Regions from separate parts of the Mus musculus genome. Here all the other regions are linked to region 2. The links are chromatin contacts, called in public promoter capture Hi-C maps. All regions are on one chromosome and are shown on one strand. The core of a region is the stretch at or near the end of the contact, and the rest is flanking DNA. Distances in the headings are between cores, read along the strand shown.

Region 1 (4,256 bases), core at 577-3,076, about 15 Mb after region 2:
GGTCCAAGCCCTCTTCTGGTGTGTCTGAAGACAGCTACAGTGTAATCAGGAAAAGAAAAAAAAAATCTTAAAGAAAAAAGAAAAGATGTAAGGCCCTTATTTAGCTCCTTCTCCAGCCATGTCTGCCTGCATCGCACCATGCTGTCTCTTCACAGAACTAGATGACAAAATCCGAAGGACTGCTTCCAATAAGTCAGCTCAAAAAACAGCTGGGAATTCATAAAACTCAAAAAGTTATCACGTCCAGAGTCTAGTCTCTGAATTGGTACTCAGACTTTTGCACACACACACACACACACACACAGAGGAAACAGGAAAAAAAAACTTTTAGCAAAAGCAAACTGCAGAACATACAATAGGCACCAATGAATCAAGCTATTAGTATATATAAGGTAATAGCCCATCAGGAAGAGACAAAGTTAAACAAAGGTTTGCTCTGCACTTAAAAGTTTTGTTTTCTTGTATTTTCTTCGTTTTTTTTTTCTTTTTGAAAGCCAACAAGAGTCACTTTTTTTCAACAAATATTTTATAGAGTACTTAATGTATGCCAAATAGTTTCCCACACGTTGGAATCCTGGTTAAGGCAAATACGGTTCCTGCTTTCTACAAGTTTATGTACCAGGTTATCAACGCAGAATACTATGGGAGCAAACTGAAAGGGTGTCTAACTTTCCAACAACCAGGAACTATTGCCCAAGAACCAATGTGTCTTAAGTTCTACCATTATAACCCCCCCCCCTCCATGGCCCCTACCTCCGCCCCCGGGGCACTTTGCATTTACAGGCTGCTTCAGTGATTAAGTAAGTTCACTAATGCTGACAACATCTGGAACACCTGGAAGCAAAGCACAAGCAATTCCAGTAGCTGCTACTGTTCCTGTTCCTCTATTTCCAGAATAGAATCTAAGTTGGTAGAATCTAAGTTTCTTGCGGGTATCAAACTCCAGAGCCTAGAAAACACCAGGGTGCATAACTGATATTGAAAATACAGTTTTCTTCTTCTTCTTCTTCTTTTTTTCCCCGAGACTGGGTTTCTCTGTGTAGACCAGGCAGGCCTCGAACTCAGAAATCTGCCTGCCTCCGCTTCCGCCTCCCAAGTGCTGGGAATTAAAGGTGTGTTTTCAAATTAACTAGCGAGCACTCAAAGCTTTCACTATCACCATCCTAATCCACGATACCTTGTGCCGAGTAGGAACTGGCTCTTATTGGTCCCCCAAGTCCACTTCTACTTTGTATTGATCATCACACAGCCTTTAGATGTTTTCAAAACTAAATTGTTGAATCAATAAATGAAGGAACGCCTCTTCCCCGGGTTGACTACTTTAAGTTGTGGAACTTGACCAACACCCAGATTAGAACCCAGAGGGGACCCCGCCCGTCTCCATCCATCCTCGCTATTCAGCTCCCTCCAATTCATCTCCTAGGTAACAGCATCCTTCAAGTCCCTGCCACTTCCGCCGAGTTCCACCAGGGGGCGCGCTGACAGCCCCCGCCCCGCCCGCCCCGCCCGCCCCGCCAGTCACCTGATCCCGTCTCTGCCTCGCGCGGCTCGGCCTCCACCGCCGACTCCCTCAGCGCCGCCAGCACGCTCTCAGGGGGCAGGTCGACCAGCTCCTGCCAGACCGACTTGGTGTAGAAGTCCACCGTGTGCGCGCTGGAAATGGCCAGGGCGCCCCTGAGGAAGCTCAGCAAGCCCTGTAACTTGTCGTGCAGCGTGGGCAGGTCCGGGGTCCTGGGCAGAGGGCAGGCCGCCGCCATGACGCTCATCCTCCGGGGCTGCAGGTGGCGCCAACATGGCCGCGCGACCCCTCTCTTCCCCGCCGGAAGCGGCTCAGGCTGAGGCAGTCGAGCTCCGAGCACGCGCCGGGTTGGGCGATTGATTGCTTCCGCCTCGTGACGTGTTAGGTCGGCGTCCACTGGCGTTCCAGGAACTCCCACCGTGGAAAAAGATGGCGCCTTCGCGGCCGTCTTCCAAGTGGCGGACCGGAGGGTTTGCGGCGCGTGGGGAAGGGATCTCTCAGGTCAGATTCGGAAACCAGAATGGGAAGCGCAGGACTTGGCGGCCGAACCCCCAGCAAGCCTTCCGGGGGAGCGTGCGCAAGGGTAAGGAGGGACAGCCGTGGAGGAGCGCTCGGGCCCGCCGAAGTCGAGGGAGTAGGATGGGATCCGGCTTGAGATCGGGGAAGCCGTTCCTAAGCTCGCCAAGTCCGAGAGCTTCTCAGTCCTTTGACTGAGAACCGGACGGTGCGGTCAGCTTCAGTGATTTAACGCAGATCTCAGGTCTAAGCGAAGACACGGGGCGTCTAGAGGTGCGCTTGGCTAAGAAGCACCCAGACATACTTGCATCTCTACTACAGCAAGTATGTAATATAGATACAATATTACATTAAAATACTCTGCCCCAAAGCTTTGATAACCAAAAGACACCACAGTAGCCCTCCAGTCTCATACTGCTGCCTTCCTTAGATTCGATTCGATGTCTTGTCTTTGAAGGCCTCTCGTTGCATGTCAGATGCTTAAGTGGTTTTTGTTCGATCTAAGAATAATCGACAGGTGTTCAGAAAGTTGTACAGTACCTCCCCCTTTTGTTTTGTGTTGTGTTTTGGAAAATAAGTGATTAGTAAGATCCTCCAAGGGAAAAATACTAGACTACTCTACTTTATTTATTAAGTGTTTACTGAAGACCCAAGTGAGATTGTATGTGGATTAAATAAAATGTAATTTGTGGATATGAGTCTAAATTCAAGGTGAGCAGTAAAGTTTAGTTTACTGTACTTAGAGTTTTTAATGTGATGTCTGACAACTCGCTGTTACCCTTATATTTAGGTAAAGGGCCACCTTGCTCTTCAGTGTACCATTAAATGGTTGCCTAACCTTATCTTTAAAGCAAAGCCAAGTAATTCTCTCATTTGAATATAAAGTAAAAGAAAAAAATATTTAGTTTTCATTTTCTGTTAAAGTAATTGTAACTGAAATCCTTCAATGTTAGGACAAGGTTTTGCATTTCGGAGAAAACTGAAGATCCAGCAAAATTACAAGAAATTGCTGTGGAAGGTGAAGGAGGCACCAGCGTCACAGGAGTCCCAGTTCACAGATCGTTACCCAGAGCACCTGAAACACCTCTATCTGGCCGAAGAGGAAAGACTCAGAAAACAGCAAAGAAAGGCTGGCCTGGCTTTGTCAGAAGAACAGGTTGACCGGCCTTTGCCTGAAGAGGAGGGCAGCACTGAGCAGACTTCCTCTGAAGAACCGCCAGGTGGTCACCAGCCACAGCCAGAAGAGCTGAACACAGGAAGGTAAGCACCTCCGTCTTCAGAAATTCCTCACTTTAAATGTAAAGAATGTTTTACTGACGACACAGGGAAAAATTTGTAAGAATCAGGATTTTTCTTAGCACTTTTTTCAAGTCATGTAATGGTATTTCATGGAGTCTCCCCACTTAGTGTTAAATGACTGAAAGAGGCTAGTTGAGCAGAGATGTCGAAAATAGGAAATGAGAATTAAGAGATCTGAGTTTTGAATTGCAGCCTCTCAAGAACATGTAATATAATTGGACCGTAATTAAGCGCAGTATTAATGTGTGCATCTTAATTTGGGGGTGGGGGACTATGTTTGATGTTGTAGATCTGGAAGCCCAACATTTAGGAACCTGAGTCCAGACAATTCCCAGTCCCAGGCCAGCATGGGCAACATAACCAGATACTAGAAAAACAATGCAGATGTGTAGCCATTGCCACTTTGGCTTATAAAGCCAGACTTTCCATAGTGGTATACCAGTGTCCACTATGATAGAAAGGATAGTATAAAATGATTTGAGAGCCACGGTGGACACCATCTTTTATAGCCTCATCCTGGATCATCTTCTCAGTCAATGATGTCCCTAAAGCATTACATTTCATGACATTTTATCATGTTCATTTATATCAAGTATTCTAAAACATGCCTGGTGTTTGGTAACTTTATGACTGCTAACTGCTGTTGTCTGTATTCTCATTTGCATTTTCTACAAAGGGTCCAGGAAATAGGTTGCGGTTAATGAAAACCAAGCAAGGGATGGTTTTATATGCCTGTAATCTTCTCAGAAGGCTGAAGCAGGAAGATTGCTGGTCATTCAAAGCTAGCTTGTGGTTCATAGTAAGATGCCATCCTATAAAACAACAAACATATTTAACACATGGACTTCTTCCTGAATGATTGCTGGCTTACCCCTGATAATCCCTGCACACAGGAGGCTTAACTCAGGAGGCCCCAATAGTG
Region 2 (4,524 bases), core at 1,603-4,102:
GTGGCGAACGCCTTTAATCCCAGCACTCAGGAGGCAGAGGCAGGCGGATTTCTGAGTTCAAGGCCGGCCTGGTCTACAGAGTTCCAGGACAGCCAGGGCTATACAGAGAAACCCTGTCTCGAAAAAACAAAACAAAAAGCTCAGAATTGGAGCAGAAGGGATGGCTCAGCAGTTAAAAGCAGTAGCTGCTCTTCTAGAGGTTCTGGGTTCGATTCCCAGCACCCACATAATGGCTCACAATCATCTATAACTCGGTTTCTAGTGAAGCAGATGCCCTCTTCTTTGGACACTAGGCATGTGATGCACAAACATACATGCAGGCAAAGCACCCTTACACATGAAGTAGAAATCTTTTGAAAACTAAACAAAGCTAGAAATGTAGCTCAGTGGTAGAGGGCACTCCTAGCACACATACTAAGACCTTGATTCCAGCATAATTCCTATGTAACAATAATAAGAAATGAGACCATCGATTTGAGAGAGTGGGAGGTGGAGGTATGGGAGGGGTTGTTGGGAGCAAAGGGATAAGAAGTAATATAATTGTACTTTAGTTTAAAACAACTTTGCATTAGTAAGGTAAATCACATACACAAGACACAGCGGGTCAGTATCAGACACTTGCCTGTCAAACCTGTCAACCTGAGTGCTATGCTTGGGTTCCCTATGGTTTAAGTAAAGAACTCCCAAAAGTGGTCTATTTATTTCCACACCTACCCACCCACATAACATATATAACTTACATAATCAAAATGTTATCATAGCAAATAATAAAATATAAATAAAACCACTCATGCCAACAATACAAACCTGCATGCGGCACTTTACTAAGTCCAGGGGAACAACAGCAGTGTGTGTCAGCCCACAACTTAAGACCCCACCAAAGCCACACAGTGCATAATACTTCATGGAGCCAAATTCACAACTGTACTCTGTAATAAGACAAGACACACCGTGCATTTTAATATGGACTCGTATTAGTGTGCATCAACTTACCTCCTGGGCAATTAGGTTTCCACACAGCTTGTTAGTAGCAGTCTATATCTTACAACTCACGTTTCAACAGAACGTTTTAGTCCAGCATGCAACACAAACCTGCATTCTGCATTTAATGAGATCTAGAGGAACCAATGCTGTATGTGTTGTGCCACAGCTAATAATTCCTCCGAGGCCACAGAGGAGAAAGAATCTGCCAGATCCATATTCACAGCTATACTGCTCTGTTTGATTGAAGAAAAAAGATCAATTATTTCTTCAGAGACTAAGGAAGTCGAGGGGAAGGAAAAAAAAAAACTATTTCCTTTTGGTATAGTACTATCACTAGTATGCAGCTTTAGCCACCAGCCACAACTAGGTAGAAAGATGAGTTCTCATATAATGTAAATGACATGAAAGTCACTGTCAAATCAGATCACTAAAATTATTAGTATCTGTGAGATACTATTTTCTAAAACTTCCTGCATTGGTAATTTCAACTAAAGGCAGTTACTAAGAGCACCCTCCAAGGACAGCCCAAAATCAAAAAGAGCACTTAACATGTGCAAAGCTTGCTAACTTTAACGTTTGCTCCAGCTATTAACCAACTACTCACTTATGAACTAAGTAAGTCATACCTAGTTCCTGCAGTCAAAAACATACAAAGATTTGCTTTAGCTTTTGAAATCAGAGGAAAACGATAGGAGATAGTGAAAAGGAGTTTTCTAATCACGTTTAAGACGCATGAAGCACATGAATGACTGGGGTGTGGGTGGGGACTTCTGTTTTACACACACAATGTAGGTAACGTTTCTCTTGAGGCCTATAATTCAGCTTTCGGGTTTCTCTTGTACTTATGTTCCACTAGGATTTAAAACATACAGTTATTGAGTCACCCAGCTCAAATCCCAAAAACATAAACTCAAAGGAATGCACACCTCATATAATCTGCAAGTCACCTCCTTCACCAACCAGTAGCACAAAAGGAAGAGATTCCCAACCCCATTACCTCATATACAATTAAATGAAAAGATAAAACTTGGGAAAGGAGATCAAAGGAGAGTTTTCCAGGTAATTTTTAAAAAGGCAAGTCAAATAAACGTTATGGAGTTGCAACTGTGTCTGGCTAGTGGTTAAAAAGAGATTTTACCCAGTATACTTGGCTGACCAAGCGGGCTCACGGGGGAAGATAAAGAAGTTGGTTACCACCTCTCTGCCTCTACTCCCTTCGGGACACGGAGGTCACTGAGTGGCGCTGGGCCTGGGCCCTTCCACGCCCTTGAGGGAGGGCCAAGGATCCGACAGCGGCCTAGGGTGTCAGAGTTGCCATCCCAGGGTCAGCGAGAGACCGGTCCTCGGGTCCAGGGCTGAAGCGTCCTTCCCCGACCTCCAGTTCCTGCCCAGGACTCGGGAGGCAGAGCAGGGGGGCAGCATGTAACCAGCGCTCCCACAGGGCAGGGTGCGACCTCACCTTCCACGGCGGCGGCGGCCAGGTGGCGGGAACGCCGGGGCGGAGCTGGGGGACTGCGGGGACCCGACAGGCCATCGTGCACCAGCTGCAGGTGTGGCGCGTTGAAGGGGTTCGCCCGCGCCAGGTGCGCTACGGACGAGAACATCCTCCTGCGGGGGAGACAGAGGGCGGAGGTGAGAGAGACCCGGCGCCGGGCAATGTCACCGGAGCCCCGCGAGACATGCCCGGCTCTGCGCCCTTGAGGAGGTCACAGCTTCTTCCCCAGGGACGCCAAGCCCGGCCGGGCCCACGGCCAAGGCGGCGGCCACAAGGGACTCAAGGCTCCGCGCCGCGGCGAGGCCCGGTCGCGCTCACTTGCCTAAGATGGCGAACACCCAACCGCTCGCTGGGCAAGGTTGCGGCTCACAGAGGCCGAATGTCCTCCCGGCCCGAAGATCCGTGCCCTTCGCGCGGCGTCACCGTGACGCACGCAGAGCGTCACTGCGCCACGCGCCTCTCATTTGCGGAGAGGAGCGCAGAACCTGGACGTCATCGCGTCCTCCTAGCAACCCTATCCCCGCCCACGTCCAACCCCAGCCCTTCCGGCCCTGCTAGTGCGCAGGAGGATTCCTACTGCGCAGGCGCAGATCCAAAGCGCCCTCCTCCCCCACTCCCCTTTTTTTTTTAAAGTGTAGTCTTGGCCTTGGACGGGCAGGTGACCTACTCACTCTGTCCCTTCACCTTCCGGTGTTTTCTCCTTGGCGCCAGGAATTTTTACATGTCTTTAAGTGATTGCGGGCATAAACTTTTAAAGACATGAATGCTTAAGTGATACGTTATTCAGGTATGGAAGCTAGGATATCACTACAAGATCTTTGATCGGAATTCCTGCCATCATCGGACTTTTCAGAAAAAAATTCCATCACACTGACTTTTGACATAGGCATGTCTAAATTTTCCACCAAGTTCTGGTGGAAAGGATATACAGGAAGAACTCATACAATACATAAAACTGCTTCTGCCTCACAGAATGTCCATGGCCCCTGAGAACAGTCAGTCAAGGCTTCGTTCCTGGAGGCACAGGCATGCGCTGACATGAAAGTAACCGATGAACTGTGTGCGTGTAAGACAGGACTGTGTGTACTTCAGACATTTACAAGATCATCATCACTCTGATGTCAACAAGCGGGGGCCAAGTTCCACGAGGGAGAGTTTAGAAGCAATCAAACCTGTTGTAATTCTTGCGTTTAACATTTTCCTGGGACGTTTATCTCATCTTTATTAAGCCTTTTTATCTAACCCAAGACACCACTAGAGCTGGCTCCTGTATTGACTATTGTAGTTATACTAAGTCTACCTCTGCAGTCAGTGCTCTGCTGTGTCCTTTAAAAATTCTTAACATTTACAAACAAAAGACATTTTCATTCATTTTGCCCTAGGTCCTTCAAATTATGTAATTGGTCCTGGATAGAAGAAATACTTTTAGAGTTTATGAAACATCAAGAAGATGTAAAAAAAAAAAAAATGTTTACAAAACATCTTTCAGAGGTCTGGTACTTGATTCCTAGTACCCACCTTGATTCTAGCTCCAGGGGATCTGACACCATCTTCTGGCCTCTATAGGCACCTGCACTCATGCACACACACACACACACACACAGACCACCACCACCACCACCACCACCACCACCACCATTTTTTAAAAAACCTTTAAAGATGAAATTTATAAAACATTTTTCATAAAAAACTGAAGAGGTTTAAATTAGCCATATTTCTGCTGCTATGATAAAACATCATTTTGGCTTACACCTCCAGAGGGATAAGAGTCCATCATGGTGGGGAGGCATGACAGCAAACAGCAGACATGCCAGTAGGCCCCCAGGTACATAATGCTTCCAGCAATGCCACAAACCTCCCCCAAAGGGCTCTACCAAGGGACCTAGTACCAGGGACTAACTACAGGGGCATTTCTCATTCAAACCATCTCAGGGCTAGAGACATAGCCTGGTGATACAAGGGGCAGTGAGTTCAATTCCCAGCACCAAAATAGGAAAAGGATGTGAGCATTGAGATAACTCAGAGAAAGGTGCCTGTACCAAGTC
Region 3 (4,868 bases), core at 1,647-4,146, about 17 Mb after region 2:
GGGATAGAGCCTGATGTGGCATAAACCTTCACCTGAGGCCAGGCGGTGGTGGCGCAGCCTTTAGTCTCAGCATTGGGAGGCGGGGGCAGGCGGATTTCTGAGTTCGAGGCCTGCTTGGTCTACACAGTGAGTTCCAGGACAGCCAGGGCTATACAGAGAAACCCTGTCTTGAAGAAAACCTTGACCTGGAAAGTTAGAAGACAGCTAATCATCCTAGAGGAGTACAAGGCATCTCTGGCTGAGGAGAGAGACTGACCTTGTTCAGAGGCAAAAGATTTGAGATGCCATGACCCAGAGCTACAGATGAGTCCAAAGCAAGCTCAGATGGTTCACTGTTGAATCTGGCCAATTCTTTCACCATCAGTGGGACTAAATATTTTATATTAGCCCACTGTAAACATTTATTCAGGTTCTAAAACACACGTGCTTCCACCTTAAGAGTCCATCTGCCTTAAAGGAACTAAAATCCCCGCACTCTAACTTACATACAAGTCATTAGGAAATGGACATATTTGTATTTCTTCAACTTCGGCTTAGACCACTCAGTAATTAACATAATATGAAATGGTGGCTTTCTATATGTTCTAATAAAGTGTTGTGCTTATTTCTGAATGAACTATAGATCTTTCATGTTATGTTATATATATATACATAATTCTAAAAAGACAGAGCTGGTACAGGTGGCAACAGGAAGAGCTGTCTGACCTTAACAGTTATGGAGAATAAAAAGCTAAATTCAAATGAAGTCTGGACAAGCTAACAGCCCAAGGTTTGAGGTTTCTATTTTGTTTTTAATTGATAGCTTTTGGGAATTGGAATTAACTATGTTTTGTTAATGAACTATTGTCTTGTTTTTGTATTATTTTTATGTCCTGAAAGAAGTGCTTGAGTTAGAAATGGCATATCTCCCACTGCAGTCCTCTTGCCCAAATGAAAATGTGAAATTCCAATGAATGTGTATTTCAAGAGCACTTTTAATAGCAAATAAATAGACAGAATGTTCTCAGAAAACAAGGAAAAGTCAGTTTTCTCTAGGTAGATAGGAGAGCTGGTAAGAGTATACTCAATTCTTTTCTTTGATTGGGAGGGCCATATTCTGTGCATAGGGATTTTATAGTTTCACGTTAAGAAAATTCATGACCCTGCTCCATGGTGGTAGCACACAGATTTAATCCCAGCACTTGGGAGGCAGAGGCAGGCCAATTTCTGAGTTTGAAGTCTACAAAGTGGGTTCCAGGACAGCCAGATCTACATGGAGAAACCGTATCTGGAAAAGAAAGAGAGAGAGAGAGAGAAAGAGAGAGAGAGAGAGAGAGAGAGAGAGAGAGAGAGAGAGAGAGAAGAAGAAGAGGAGGAGGAGGAGGAGGAGGAGGAGGAGGAGGAGGAGGAGGAGGAGGAGGAGGAGGAGGAGGAGGAGGAGGAGGAAGAAGAAGAAGAAGAAGAAGAAGAAGAAGAAGAAGAAGAAGAAGAAGAAGAAGAAGAAGATGATGATGATGATTCAGTACCAAACACCACTGTTCTCATTGTTGTGCAGAGGTCTAGTGGTATGATCCTCAATACATTTTATGAAGATATAGATGTATTTCATGTGTGGCACACTCGTTTTGTGTTTCAAGGAAGTAGTTTTATCTTAGCTTGGATTTTATTACTATTCCTAACATTGAAATTCAGAATATTCAGTTCTATAAGGTGGTTCCCCCAGCATATTTTACTCAGTTATTCTAATCTACCAGAAAGGCAACATGCTGAAGAGTAAGAAAATAACTTTTCACTGCTGTATTCCCAGCACTGGGAGGCGGTTAGGGGCAAGGCAACTATTTTCTTTGGGGGTGGGGGGGTTCACAGTCTACAGGATTCCCAAAAAGGACCAGTGGTAGGGTTTTATGACATTATAGATCTAAAGTGTATGGGACGGGAGAGTGTTTAGAAAAGGCAAAGCTAAAATCTCCTTATGATGTTCTTTGCAACACAAGAATTTAAGAAATGGGCTCAAATAAATCGTATTTACTGTATTTTCAGAGCCTAGGAAGTCACGACTTTTTAGACATGTACTGGATAAATATCAGTCGAAGTAACTGCCTTCGTCCACATTCCTTTTGAATTCTAGACGCAGCCGGGTCTTTACTCCATAGAAAGCAATGGAGCTGAAACCGTAAATCCCTTAAAAGGTCAGGAGCAGTTAACAAGGCTGAACTAGCCCTCATGGGCAGTGCCACCCAGGCCGAAAAGCGATGGAGGAAGAAGAAATCAAAACAGGCTTAAAGACGGGGGAAAAACAAAACAACAATACTGAGCAAGCCTAAGAGGAAAGACATTTCTGCAGTGGGTGTTTGCAGGAAGCCACTGCAATTAACCGCAGGTCACCATCCCCTGCCAGTAGGCGATCACCTCGGTCAATGCCACCGGGGCCGTGGAGACGACTCCGACCCCACTTTTAAAACGCTCTCATCAGGATCGCCCGGGTTTCCCCCCGAGTTCCTCGGGAAGAGCAACCCCCACAAGCACCTAATGCACGACCCGTGTCCTCTCCATTCAAATCACGCAGCCAATAGGAAAACCCTCCGCCCCGGGCAGACGCCTCGCGCGGCCCGCCGAGCCCGGGAGGAGGCAGGCAGGTCAGCCCGGTCCCGCCTCGCCGCCCGACCCGGCTGCCTCTAGAGCTCTCGGTCCCGCCGGACGAGACAACCTTCCTTCCCGGCCTCCTCCCTTCCAGGAGCGGCCCAGCCCCCGGCTGCCAGAGCCACACCCGCTTCCCTCCGGTAGCGCCCCCGCCAGCGCTCGGCCCCCGAGCTCTTCCTGGGCCGGGCCGAAGCCGAGGCCCAGGCCGAGGCGGGAGCGCGCATGCGCACTGGGCCGCAGGGCGCCTCCCCGGCCGCGATCTCGCGAAGTTACGCTCAGCCGGGCCGCGGCTGACGGACTGACGGGCGGGCGGCCGTGCCGGGGGCGGGAGGGCGTCTGTGGTAGGAAGAGAGGCCCGCTCGGCCGGGCTCGCCCCAGTGCTCTGTGGGATACTGGAAGTCTCGAGCGTCTCCTCCCCGGCTCGCGGCTCCGCTCCGCTCCGGCCCCTCTCTCTCTCTCTCTCTCTCTTTCTGTCGCCGACGCGGTCGCATACTCCCCCCGGCGGCGTCCCCTCGCCGCCGCCGCCCCCTTCCCCCCCGCCCCAGCTCGCGATAAGAGGAGCCGGCGGCTGGAGAGGGGATGAAGATGGCGGACGCGAAGCAGAAGCGGAACGAGCAGCTGAAGCGCTGGATCGGCTCCGAGACGGACCTCGAGCCGCCCGTGGTGAAGCGCCAGAAGACCAAGGTGAAGTTCGACGATGGCGCCGTCTTCCTCGCCGCCTGCTCCAGCGGCGACACGGACGAGGTCCTCAAGCTGCTGCACCGCGGCGCCGACATCAATTACGCCAATGTGGACGGACTCACCGCCCTGCACCAGGTCTGTGTGCCCGGCGTCCCCTCATCCGGACCCCGGAACCCCGGGGCCCGCTGTGGTGCTCGCGCCCGGGGCCGGGGCTGAGGCCGGGGGGTGGCGGGAGACTCCCTGCTTGCGGGTGAGGGGGCGGCTCCGTCGCGGGAGGCTGGCTGGGGCGCGGGGCTCCGGGCCCCCCTCCAGAGCCGCTCGCCCGCAGCCTGTGCAGTTTGGGGGGGGACCCGGCCGATGTTCCTGGGCGCGGGGCAGAATGGACTGTGGTCCTCTTGGGGGCCTCCAGGGCCATTTGTGGACATGTGTCTGGGTCTGGTAGTCTGGGTCAAGCCGAGCCGGAGAGTAATGGGTTGTGCCGAGGCCCGGTGTCAGTGATAGACCGTGGGGCGGGGAGGGTTGTTGAAAAAAAAAAATCCACTAACAGGGACTCTTGGGGCAGATGGAGCCCACTGGCCTGGAGGTGGGCATTGGTGTTGGTGTACATTTTTAGGACTTGATTACAAATGAGGATGATGATATTAGTGATCCCGAACCCTTAAAGCCCGAACCCTTAAAGCCGGGTGCCCCGAGCGAACGATTTCCTGTTTTCTCCTTTATTACTCTTGGTCACTGGGGAGGGGGAAACGGGGTGTAATTAGCTAATCCGGAGTGGCTGAAAGAGAGGGGATTGGTAGTGAATCTGATAAGGGAAGTCTTCCCGAGTGGGCTTGCCCACCTCGTAACTGGAGTCTATGGGTTCCTGTACTCGAAGTTGGTCGCAGTCACAGATCCCTGAGTCCTGGCTCCTGGAGTGCACACCGGGGCTAGGGAAGATGGGAATAAACACTGTGTACTCCTCAAAGACAGTTGCCAAACTTTATTATTATTATTTTTTTATTTTTTGGTGGTGGTGGTGGGGAGGGGGAGAGAAAAAAAAAAAACCAAAGCTAATCACAACCTTTTCTCAAAATGGATGCTTTGTGCATGTTAAAGTTTTATAGTAGTCCGATTGGGATCTCTCAATGTTAGCCAAATAAGGAGAAACTATTGGCAATCCAGAGATAATGTTGCTTTGCCTTTAACAAGCCAAAAGCAACAGAACCCTTAGAGTTCTGCTTGAAAAGCAAGTTTAAAGTGCTGGTAATAGATGCCACGACAGATTCTTTCTATTTTCATATTAAGAAACTTGGAATTACTAGGAAATTTACAGTGAAAAAGAATTTTCCCGCTCCCCTCAGACTCCTCTTGGTTGTGTGGGAGAGCATAGCTCTATTTTGAATAATAGTGTGGTTAAAAACAGAGGTTGAAACCTAAGGCTCCGCACTTTGTACCTAAACTTTATTATTTTGTGCCTGTTAACTTTATACCTTTTAAAAAGACATGGTATGGAGGCATTTTCCTTTTATTGTTTCCTGCTTTAATAAGTGATGACCATTTAAAGTTTTATTTAATCAAATTCACATATC

Evidence for each region. Promoter capture Hi-C pulls out the DNA fragments that hold promoters and counts their contacts.
Region 1: a promoter capture Hi-C map of pre-B cells shows a contact between it and region 2. The contact joins the promoter of Mettl25 here to the promoter of Slc25a3 in region 2. A contact is called at or near these places in 1 of 39 promoter capture datasets (pre-B cells) and 1 of 484 Hi-C or Micro-C datasets (CD4 T cells).
Region 3: a promoter capture Hi-C map of pre-B cells shows a contact between it and region 2. The contact joins the promoter of Ppp1r12a here to the promoter of Slc25a3 in region 2.

What each region holds. Positions count from the first base shown.
Region 1 is chr10:105,839,554-105,843,809 of GRCm38.p6, forward strand. It overlaps Mettl25 (methyltransferase like 25), which reads right to left and starts at 1,827. Exons shown (of 12, transcript NM_207522.2): 1 at 1,523-1,827. The coding sequence starts at 1,766. Ccdc59 (coiled-coil domain containing 59) reads left to right here and starts at 1,926. Exons shown (of 4, transcript NM_025602.3): 1 at 1,926-2,102; 2 at 2,989-3,295. The coding sequence starts at 1,949.
Region 2 is chr10:91,121,115-91,125,638 of GRCm38.p6, forward strand. Slc25a3 (solute carrier family 25 (mitochondrial carrier, phosphate carrier), member 3) reads right to left here and starts at 2,853. Exons shown (of 8, transcript NM_133668.4): 1 at 2,802-2,853; 2 at 2,444-2,592; 3 at 808-929. The coding sequence starts at 2,588.
Region 3 is chr10:108,159,202-108,164,069 of GRCm38.p6, forward strand. It overlaps Ppp1r12a (protein phosphatase 1, regulatory subunit 12A), which reads left to right and starts at 2,897. Exons shown (of 25, transcript NM_001368736.1): 1 at 2,897-3,435. The coding sequence starts at 3,199. Gm40754 (a long non-coding RNA gene) reads right to left here and starts at 1,236. Exons shown (of 4, transcript XR_872014.2): 1 at 1-1,236.